Linked DNA regions of Mus musculus: regions 2 and 3 are each linked to region 1. The links are chromatin contacts, called in public HiChIP or PLAC-seq maps. All regions are on one chromosome and are shown on one strand. The core of a region is the stretch at or near the end of the contact, and the rest is flanking DNA. Distances in the headings are between cores, read along the strand shown. Region 1 has its middle 120 kb from the start of Gm41928. Region 2 overlaps Phlpp1 (PH domain and leucine rich repeat protein phosphatase 1). Region 3 overlaps Phlpp1 (PH domain and leucine rich repeat protein phosphatase 1).

Region 1 (3,619 bases), core at 498-2,997:
CTTTTCATTTCTTTCTTTTTTAGTAAGAGTTGCCTTGGTCATGAAGTCTCTTCACAGCAATAGAACAGTGACTGAGATGGTAACAGCAATCTCTCTGAGTTTGAACATTTTGGCTACACATCTATATCACATGTAGGCCCATGGGAATATATGGATAAAGCAAAGAGTAGGAAAGATCAACTCCACCTTCAAGTGAGTCACCGTGAGGGCAGAGTTTAGATGGTGCCATCCCACCGTAGAAGGCCACATGTACAGTGTGTGGTGTGCATGAGGAGGGGTCACCACACAGTGAGGGTGCTCTTCACTCAGACAGTTGGGCTCCTCAGAAGCTTCCTGGGCTCTCAAGCACAGAACTCTTGCCCCAGCCGTGGCTGTGCATACCAACTGCTGGGGAACAGTGGGGAATACACAGCACAGGGAGGTTTCGGCAGGGATCTGTGACTGTTCTCTTCAGCAGGAACTGGTACCACACAGTCCTGCAAACGGGGGAATCCCAAAAGATCCACAGGAAGCTAGGTGACAGGAAATGGGATGGAATGTGAACTAGGCCATTAGAATCTAGGTCAGCCACAAATCTCTTCAGGCCTACTGGGTATCATCTAAGTGTCTGGTAAATTGTTGACTGAAGGAATTCTTATCACAGTGGTTCTCCAGTTAAGTGACCACAGACTTGCTTTGTCAAGTGGTCTAGATGCCCTGAAAGCCTTATGTAGAAGTGGTTCAGGTTTCAGATCAATCTGTATCTCTCTTCTGAATCTAACAATTTGCTGACATATATAGGTATAGATCTATAGAGATATAGAGATAGAGGTAGAGATAGAGATGAGATAGAGATGGAGATATCACATCTTTAACTTTGGACTTGGTTGCTGAGGGCCATACCAGTATTGGTTAGATCCCACGGGGGTGGGAGCTAGGGGCTGGGGGCTGGTATGGAGTTGGAGAAGGAATGAGTCAGGCATGGTTGTGGGGCTGCAGTTCTTACAGCCTGACTGACGGGCAGTGGGGCACTTCTTTATTTATATAGAACTCAGTAAGCAAGGATAGATTCATGTTCTAAGAGAGATCCTTCGACACATTCAGTCTCTAACTCCAAGCCAGTTGTACTATTTGGAATCATTGCTGCTGTGGAATTTGATTTGTGTGCCCAGGAAAACCACACCTGAAACAGGAAGTGGCAGCGAGGAGCTGGCAGCCCCAGAGGAGGGTGCTTGCTGCTTCCGGAGGCACTGGCATGTGAAGTCACCACCCTTTGGGAAGGCCGAAGGATCTCTGACATCCTCTTGCTGATGACCCTAGAAGAGTCATTAGTCTTCCCCAGTTGTAGATCTGTCTGCTCCGCATGTTCCCATTTTCAAACAGGATAGGGTTTGGATGGAGGGGTCCTTCGTGTGGACTGCACCCTGGCATGTGCTCATCCTCTAGTTGACAGAACTGGGACCAAGAAATGGGGAGAAAGTGGAGACAGGACCCACAAAGATTTCACACCCACACACATCAGTATACAGGTCTAACTTTATTACTCAGTACAAAAACTTATATACAGCTTCTCAGCCAGTAAGGGTGAGGTTATATAATCAAGACCCAACTGGAGGATTACAGGAGCTCTCTGGCTTTGTTTGCCCCTTACTCTATAGGGGAGCAGGCTGGTTGCCCAATGGAGATTTTCAGAGAAGACAGAGGAAGCAGCCATCACTCTGGGCTCTGGTCCTTTATTCTGTCTCACCAGTTTGCTGGGAGCCACTTCCTATCTTAGACTGCATACAGCCTGATCGGGATTCCTCCAGCAGGAGACCATGAAGTCTAGCTCTGATCCACTTCCTCCTCCACTAGGTTCACTCTCACATCCCCCACAGCTAGTCGCCCCTGGAGGTCCCCTACAAAGCCATCTCTGCAGGTCCTGGCCTCAGGTGAGAATAGCTTGATCTCCTGGTGACCTCTTTCAGTCACTCCTAGCATTTCTGACTCTCCTGGCTGTGGTCCCAGTGTCACTTCCTTCATTTGCAGACTGAGATTCTGAGACGGTGACTCATCCAACTGTGACTCTGTCTCGCCCAGGGCTAGCGAGGTTCCATCCATACTCGGCCATGTAGCTGTCCCCTAGCTTAGCCACCAGCCCCGAGAGCCTCTCTCAGAACCTGTTATTCTGCTGTGAAAAAGTAGTGCCCTGGTTTTTGATGGAGTACTTGGCAAGGTCCTTGAGTACACCCTTCCCCACCCCCCCCCACCCCCGCCACCTCCTCAACCTTCAACAGCTGTGATTTTCTACCTAGGCTGCAAGAGAACAGCCCAGGGAACTTTAGGACAAAGCAAGCAGCCTGCACCTATCTGTGGCTGCTGACTGGCTATCTCTTTGAGGGAGATGTGGCCACAGAGCTTGCTAGAAGCTCAGTTCACCAAATGACTGACTGGCAGTTGAGGGCAAATTCACTGAAGGCCCTCACTAAAGCAAAGCCCTCAGAAACAGGCTCCAGTCCCAGATGCCCTCGGCACTGCTTAGGGATCCTTGAATTTCACAACCTGCCTCATGCTCCTATCTGCCTTGATCTGGTTCCTCCTGGCTCCACCCAGCCTCAGTAGCACCTTAGCCATACAGCGTGTCCTGTTCCAAGACTGTGCTTCCTAACAGAATCATTGTTAGGTTTTCTGTGGTGGGAGGAGTACCATGGTGGATTCATGATGGGTGGGATAAGTCATGCCACAGAGAGCACACCAAGAAACAAGTCTCACACAAGAGATAAGGGGCAGGGGAGATGGAGAAATACAAAGAGCAAGAGACAGAGGGACCAGGAGACAGAGAACAGGGCCTCCTCATCAGGAACCTTTTAAAGGATGTGAGTGTCGCCTTTGGGCTGGTATGTCAGGGCTGCTGGCACTGAGTCACTGAAGGCAGGCTGGGACTAACATTCCTCCCCTTTGTTTATAACAAAAGGTGAGGAATAGGAAGGAGAGATTGGGTGCCATGCTTTTTTAGACTGCTTCCTGCTGTGTGGGGCATTGACATCTTTAGGGACCCAAGAAAGTTGGGATGCTGGCCAAGTCCCTGGAAGAGCAAGCTGTTTCACTCACTACACAGTACTGGGGGACCATCTGGGGATACGGACATGCAGGCAGCAGTTGGAACAATTTGTAAGGAAGGATAGCCTGGAGCTAGCTACAGATTTTGAGGGAACACCTGGAGCTGGCAGTAAAGTAAGTTTTTCCTCCCAGGCCCAGGCTCCCAGAATAATCACTGAGACTCAAATATATTTACAAATACCTTTGTTCCCTGATTTGATCGCAACCTTTATTCTAAGTTCTGCCATGTGGCTGGTTACCTCCACTCAGCTCCCACACCTCAGCTCCTTCCTCCATGTTCCCCGGCCAACCCTCCCACACTGTCTATCCCAGCATTCCATCTCCCTACTGGATGTCCCACCTTCTTTCTCCTGCCTAAGTTTATAGGTCAATCAGCATCTTATCAACAGGTGCTGCATCCATACAACAGAGATTTATCTCTACAACACCCCCCTTTTAACCCAATAAAAGGCTCTTTCTCTTATTATAATAAACTATATAATAACAATTATGAAAACTAACAGGTAGGAATTGCATTCACAATGTCCAGTCCATATGTATT
Region 2 (3,619 bases), core at 527-3,026, 200 kb after region 1:
ACCCCAAGAAAGGTAAATCATTTCTCATCCTTGTGGGAAGGAGGTTCCTAGACAAGCTGGGAGCATTTCTCCCAGTAAACGCCCATCCAATACAGGCAAGCAGTGGAAACCACGGGAAGTTCTCCTCAACCACAGCGCCAAAGGGATCTCACACTGACCTCATACCCACCTGCAACTCCTAAGATGTGCAGGCACAGTTCTCACTCCCCTGCACGTTCTTCCTTCCTTCTACTTCCTACTCATCTTGTATTGGTGTCAGCAATTCTACATAACTTTCCCACTTGCTTAACAAAAACTAACTGGCATCCCCTAGAAATAGACTTTGGCAGGCATATAAAGCTGTCTGCAAAGTGCTAAGAAACAAAAGACAATAGAGGGCTACTGCCACTACCTCTCCTCTCACTCTTCCCCAGTGTTATTTCAAGATATATCAAGATACCATGAGTCGTAGACTCACCAAAGTTACCAATGCCAACACACACATGAAATTATTTAAAAGCAGTTCTTCAGGATAACTGCAGATCTTATTTGTTTCTTCCTATATCCAGATGAATCTGTATTTTTGTTGTGGTATTGGAGGGAAGGTCTGTAAGACACAGGATATTCTAAAGGAAACTATTCCATCCTGCTGGGAAGCTCCTTAAGCTTTTGAAGTAAACTCAAAGGCCTCAAGAAGTCCCTGAAACTGTCCAAGAATAAACAGGCAGTAAAGACTACGAGGAGGCCCTCAGGCTAGACTACTCCCTGCAAGAACAAAGGCCCAATGAGCTTCCAGAAAGAGGCTCAGACACACTAAGCTACCTGGAGAGGATACCACCCAACCTGTAGGGCTGTGTGCACGCTGTGCAATGTGTTCTAAGTGTCTAGCTTTGATAGCTGCCATCCATACTGGGTAGGCTTTTGGTGATATAGCTGTCTTTGAGTCACTTTTGCTCCTATAAATAACCCTTCATCCATATTTCTATAAAGAACCACAATAAAACTTGTTTGTTCACCAAGTTGAACTTTGGCAGCAACTTTACTTTGGTCTTTCATCAGTTTCCTACCTGAGGTGAGGAGACATCTGTGCACATCTCCCCCAGTGAATAGTGTCACAAAGGATCTTTCTTGGAGACCAATACTTCATGCAGTGGAGAGGGATATCAGAGGTGATCTTCAAGAAAACTGGACAGAGTTGGCTGGGATTGAGGGCAATTCCAGCACTCTGGAGTCAGAGGCAGGAGAAGCTATTTGAGTTCAAGGCCAGCCTGGTCTACTTATTGAGTTCCAACCTAATCAAGGCTACATAGTGAGACCGTGTCTTTAAAAAAAAAAAAAAAAAAAAGAGAGAGAGAATAAAGAAAAATATTTGAAAGAGGAAGGAAGGAAGGAAGGAAGGAAGGAAGGAAGGAAGGAAGGAAGAAAGAAAGAAAGAAAGAAAGAAAGAAAGAAAGAAAGAAAGAAAGAAAGAAAGAGAAAGAAAGAAAAAAAGAGAAGAGAAGAGAAGAGAAGAGAAGAGAAGAGAAGAGAAGAGAAGAGAAGAGAGCTTTGGCAGCAATATGGAAAAAGGAAATGACCAAGAATCTAAAATGTGATGGCATCAACATGACAGACGAGCCCACACATGCTAAGGTGGAGGTACAACCATCATTGTCAGAATTGTGTGGAATGACTGACTCTGAAAATTAAGAAACTCCTCCTTAGGAGAGGGCTAAGAAAGCACCACTGAGAAGGGACCTGGAGGAAATGGTAAAGTAGGCTGGGGCTTTGGTCCACCAGTGAGTCAGTCCAGTCTGCTAAGAGGCTGAATGGGACACTCACTTCCTGCGTGAGACGTACAACGCTGACTAAATAGCTAAAGGCCAGTAACCCACAGGAAAAGTGAGTGGCGATCTCCCACTTGTAGGTGGCACCTAGTTCTCCTCAAATTCCAGGAGAAATCAAAGAGCACAGGGATGGGTCTTTAACACTGTAATTATCTCAGAAGATGACTTATGTAGAGAAAAGAATGTTCAAAACAGTGAAGAGGCAGGTTGTTACACTGAACAGTTTCAACTGCTTGGGATCAAAAGTGGAGTAAAGGGAGTCTGGAGAAGTCGTTATGTCTTCCAGAGACAGAGAGGCAGCATCTGGCCTGCAGAGGATATCAGGCTCCTTGCCGCCACCTGTAACTCTAGGTCAACAGGGATCTGATGCCTCTATCCTCGAGAAGCACCTGCATTCACATGCACACCAAGACAGACAGACAGACAGACAGATGCATGTGCGAGTGCACACACACACACCATAATTAATAAAATTAATCCTTTAAAAGTGCATTTTCTTTATGTGCATTGTTGTTTTGCCAGGCACCCTGAAGTGAAGTTACAGACAGCTGTGAGCTGCCATGTGGGTGCTGGGAATTAAACCAGAGCAGTCCGGAAGAGCAACCAGTTCTATTAACCTCAAAGCTATTTCTCCAGTCCCATAAATCAATTTTTTTAAGCGAGTAAAGAAGTCTATACTTGGAAATTTTCTGAAGGAAAATTTTAACCAGATACATGAATCACTGGGCTAGATTTTGTGGATTTAGTTGCAAAGTGGTAATTTTTTTTAAAGTAACTGTTTTAGATAGTTTACTTTATAAGTCATCTGTCCGGGGTAAAAGCACTCTTTCCCACCTCCTCCTCTATCACAACTATTATAGTAAAAATATACCGTCACTACTTTAAAGGAGACTATAAATGTATAACAGGTATTCAAAAGACTCAAACTCATAAAATTTAAAAAGTGTTTTAATTTTTAAAACTAAAACTCTAAATGTAAACCTCCGTGAAAGCACAGGACATCACAGAAACAGAAATGGTTTCTAGAATAATACCTAGTGAGCATTTTAAGTTTGTTTGCTTGCTCTTAAGAGCTACAGAAACAAGCTGAATACAGAAATATCTAGGGTCAATCAGTGCTGATAAATAACTTTATAATTTTGTTAAATACAAGTTAAATACCCACAAGTTCTGAGCATTTAAAATACAAGTTAATCTGCCGGGCAGTGGTGCATACCTTTGGTCCCAGCACTGGGGAGGTAGGGGCAGGCTGATTGATCTCTAAGTTCAAGACCAGGCTGGGCTATAGACTAAGTTCCAGGACAACCAGACCTACACAGAGTAACACTGTCTCAAAACAGAGGGAGGGAGGGAGGGAGAGAGAGAGAGAGAGAGAGAGAGAGAGAGAGAGAGAGAGATTGATTGAGAGATATTGAGAGAGACCTACCTTAATCTTACTCTTTAAATCTTGTTTTAATAAGAAAGCAATGACAAAAAAACAGTCTGGAGCCCCCCACCCTAGCATAAGGTACAGGTAGGAGTCATAACACATGGGAGAGAAGCCAGCCATACACAAGTGAAGGTATGTGCTGTGTAAAGGATACATCAACACACTGACAACTCTCTGGGCCCAGTGCATTGAGCTTTGATCTTTCTCAGGGTCTGGCCACTTCCACCCCAAGTACTTTTATCCCTCAGAAAAAAATACCTCCTCTTAGGTCACTATTCATGTGCTCTGTCCAAATCCCTGTTGAGGGACAGGAGAAACTAGGAAACCCAGAGATGCCCACAACATTCCAGAGCAATTCTGTGGGCTGCTTCTATTTAACCTTAAA
Region 3 (3,619 bases), core at 299-2,798, 170 kb after region 1:
ACTCACTCTGAAGGCTTATACATATTTTCTAATAGTTTGCTGTCATCATTAGTCTCAGAACTACAGTCTTAACAGCAGGGCATTTCCTTGTGCACTGTCTACAAAGCTTCAGATATAAGGATCGCCCCTATTTTCAAAAAATAGAAAAAGAAAAGGGGAAAAAAACAACAACAACAAAAACAAAGCAACAACAACAACAAAACCTTTTGGCCAGTAAGATGCCTCCACAGGAAAGGTTGCTTGATGTCAAGCCTAAAGAATTGAGATCAGTCCCAAAACCCACACTATGAAAGGAGAAAACCATTTCCTAAAAGTTACCTCTGACTGACCTAATACTACTTACTACTGCTACTGCTGCTACTGCTACTATTGCTGCTGCTGCTATTGCTACTATTGCTGCTGCTGCTGCTGCTGCTATTGCTGCTGCTTCTACTACTCCTACTGCTACTACTGGGACTGCTACTGCTACTGCTACTGCTGCCACTGCTATTGCTACTGCCACTGCTACTACTGTTGCTACTGCTGTTATTCCTGCTACTGCTACTATTGCTGCTACTACTGCTGCTACTGCTGCTGCTTCTCTCTCTCTCTCTCTCTCTCTCTCTCTCTCTCTCTCTCTCTCACACACACACACACACACACACACACACACACACACACACACACACACGGGAAGTTGTGTTTGTTTGTTAATTTTTCAATGGAATTAAATTGTTGAAAAATTTCAATGCAAACTCGGCCTGACAGTAAAAAAGAATCAGTAATTTAAACCCTGTTTATCAGTGGCTTTTCTTTATATTGTGTTTAGGGAATAAGGCATTTTGAGAAATTAGAAGGTAAAAGGGAGAAAAAAAGCAAAGTACAATAGTGATACTTTAATGAGAAAAGAGGAGCAAAGTCAGAATATTTTCCCCAGAAAAAGTTGGGACCATCTCAAACTTCTGAGCAAATCATTTATCCTAAAAGGACATCAGCAACAAAACCAACTGCTTCACAGTTATGTCCACAGAGCACAAATGTGACAGCAAATTACAGTTTTACTTCAGAACAACAACAGCTCATTAGAAATTGAATAAGGCATGCCTGAGAAAATATTCTTTTCCAGAAGCCTTAGGCTTGAGAACTTTGAAAGACTGGCACCTCTCCAGCTCTAGAAATAAAGCTTAGTCAGTATGTACTCTCCCCTGCAGCTCCGCTGCTTTTTCTGCAGCATACTCAGGGAAGGGATCGCTGAAAGAGGTCTATGAGTCAACATTCCTGATTAGAAAAACATATGCTTAGATTTGTATAAACAACTCCTTGGTTATAGGAATTCAAGTTGACTATATCCAGGCTGAAAAAAAAGAAAATTTACTTTTATGATATCTTTATTCAGATAGAGAAAAATCCCTCACTCACTAATTAATAAATAGTATGCTCAATTATTAGCAGAGTAGTAATTAGAGACAGAAAACAAAAATGGTACCGATCCAGATCCCCCACACTGATCCCTCAGGGCTACGTCCTAGTCTATCAGCTTTTAGGCTTCCAGCAACAGTCTCTGCTGTGTAAGCAGTGATTTCAATAAACTTTGATTTATTATGAAGACTAACTACCTTAGTCACCTCCAAAGTTCCCTGCTGCTATCAGAAACTGACTCAAGGAAGTGCAGCTGTAACATCTTACTGTCCCAACAGCATCCTACAATGCGCAGCGAATAAACTTGGAATACTTGTGTAAAGATCAAGGAAGTATCAAAACATTCAAAGACACAGCAAAAGGGCTCTCACATTGAGAGTGGAGAAACTGTGTATTCCTTAGTAGTTCAAGTCAACCATGAGCAAGTCATCTCAGTGGAAGAAAAGCAGAAGCACAAGACAAACATGATGGAAACTTTACTAATGTGCCTGTACTTTTAAAATTACATGGAAGTGAGCAATGTACAGGGCAGCAGGACAGTGAAATGGTGTGACATTTCCGGAGACCATGCAGGCACAAGGATCATGGGCTAGCCCACTGGAAGTGTATGGGCATGTCTCCTCACTTCTTGTAAGTGAAAACTACGTATCTGAACAAAGTTTATTTCTAAGCAAATCCAGTCATCCCACAAAATTCAAAAGACATACAAACCAAGCAATAATTATTAAGCATTTACCAGGGCAACAATGAAAGTATGCCTGTCTTTGCTTGCCTGGGGATCTGCTGAAAAGAACCATTCAGAGATCCAGGCTGGTACATCCAAGCTCCTGCCAAGTCTCTTGCCAACTGAACTCAGCACTCTAGAACAAAGCCAGTTTTCCTCCTTGCAAAACCCAGTGTCCCACTTCTGCAGTAGTAATGCACATGTACCCAGACCAAAACACTGCAAAGTCTCAATCACTTCCACTCAGCCCTCTTTGTCACATACAGCCACCTAACCACTTCTTGCACATTTTTTCCTGTAAGTCTGCATGCAACCCTTCCACTCTTAAAGGGCCCATACCCAGGTTCTTGACCTTGGTCCCCCATGTCCAACTCAGCTACAGCAATAGCCACCTTGCTCCTTTTTCTGTCTCTAGCCTCCTTCCCTACGAGGAGTTACTGCAGCTATATTCAATTCACTTTAAAGGCTGGGATGTTCTCTAATTCATTTTCAATCCTTGAAGCTATTAAAACATAATATAATGGCTTTCTGAGGGTTGTGGGTCATGTACTGACCCACATTATGGAGCGTTATAGATTTCCAAGACTTAATTCTTCTTGCAATAAGTCTTATTTCAATACTTGGGAATGTCACATAACTTGTCCTGCCTTATCACAAAGCAAATAATTTATTTGCTTTGTGATAAGGCAGGACATATTTTAATCGCCTTGGATCATCATTGTAAGAGCACACGAGAATACAGTAAATTGTATTCATAAAAAGGCTCATGGAAATGACTGGAGTCAGGCTGGCTGTCGTCCATATCATGATTTCTACTTCTCCCATTTTTGGATTACTTAGAAACCTCTTCTGCTTAGCATCTTGGATTAAAGTTATTCTTGAGAGTGATAAGACTCTTGAAACCAAACACCATATGTATTAGTTTTCTCACTGTTGCAACAAAATGCCTGACAAAAGCCGCCTAGGAAGAAGGGATTTACCTTGGCTCACAAGAAACAGACATCACAGTAGGGTGGCGTGGTAGTGGGGAAAGGCATCTGGGCACATTGCATCCACTGCCAGGAAGGAAGCAGAGGGAGGTGAAGCTTGCGGCTCAGCCAAGACCCCAGCCTGTGGAAACATACTTGTCAATATTTAGGGTGGGTCTTCCCTCCTCAATGTAATCTAAAGACGAGCCCAGCCAGGTTTGTCTCAAATTCTAGATCCTATCAAGTTGACAGATTAGCCATCACAGTGAACAAATAATATATGTATATATCTACCTTTACATTTATAAAGTCTTGCCTTTAAAATTTCTCTGACAGTTGGTGGAAGGTAGTGGCCCTCTTTACGCACTCTGCATTTCCTATCATCCCCGGACACGGTTTCATCGTATTTTATTTAATTCATGAACTCACCAGCCTCATAGAGATTTTTCTTTTAAAATTAACTGGTAAACACATACTTTCAAACAAGATTGTAACCATAATAAACAACGTATGGAGCTCAGTGAATTTG

Evidence for each region. HiChIP or PLAC-seq counts read pairs in DNA pulled down with a chosen protein or histone mark.
Region 2: an HNF4G HiChIP or PLAC-seq map of pancreatic cancer cells shows a contact between it and region 1. The contact joins two enhancer-like sites. A contact is called at or near these places in 1 of 484 Hi-C or Micro-C datasets (bone marrow-derived macrophages), 6 of 115 datasets of contacts at active chromatin or transcription factors (embryonic basal ganglia, embryonic stem cells, fibro-adipogenic progenitors and 2 more) and 1 of 9 other capture datasets (embryonic stem cells).
Region 3: a FOXA1 HiChIP or PLAC-seq map of pancreatic cancer cells shows a contact between it and region 1. The contact joins two enhancer-like sites. A contact is called at or near these places in 1 of 484 Hi-C or Micro-C datasets (brown adipocytes) and 2 of 115 datasets of contacts at active chromatin or transcription factors (bone marrow-derived dendritic cells and pancreatic cancer cells).

Annotation. Positions count from the first base shown.
Region 1 is chr1:106,406,494-106,410,112 of GRCm38.p6, reverse strand. No RefSeq gene overlaps it. Among named protein-coding and RNA genes, the nearest start is that of Gm41928, 120 kb to the left of the region's middle. Within about 2 kb of position 1,747, at least 115 of the 459 cell types and tissues checked have an H3K27ac peak or open chromatin away from gene starts, as enhancers often do. A contact at or near this core is called in pancreatic cancer cells, where this site is marked.
Region 2 is chr1:106,209,503-106,213,121 of GRCm38.p6, reverse strand. All of the region lies in intron 1 of Phlpp1 (PH domain and leucine rich repeat protein phosphatase 1), which reads right to left. Among named protein-coding and RNA genes, the nearest start is that of Phlpp1, 39 kb to the right of the region's middle. Within about 2 kb of position 1,776, at least 35 of the 459 cell types and tissues checked have an H3K27ac peak or open chromatin away from gene starts, as enhancers often do. A contact at or near this core is called in pancreatic cancer cells, where this site is marked.
Region 3 is chr1:106,239,865-106,243,483 of GRCm38.p6, reverse strand. All of the region lies in intron 1 of Phlpp1 (PH domain and leucine rich repeat protein phosphatase 1), which reads right to left. Among named protein-coding and RNA genes, the nearest start is that of Phlpp1, 70 kb to the right of the region's middle. Within about 2 kb of position 1,548, at least 102 of the 459 cell types and tissues checked have an H3K27ac peak or open chromatin away from gene starts, as enhancers often do. A contact at or near this core is called in pancreatic cancer cells, where this site is marked.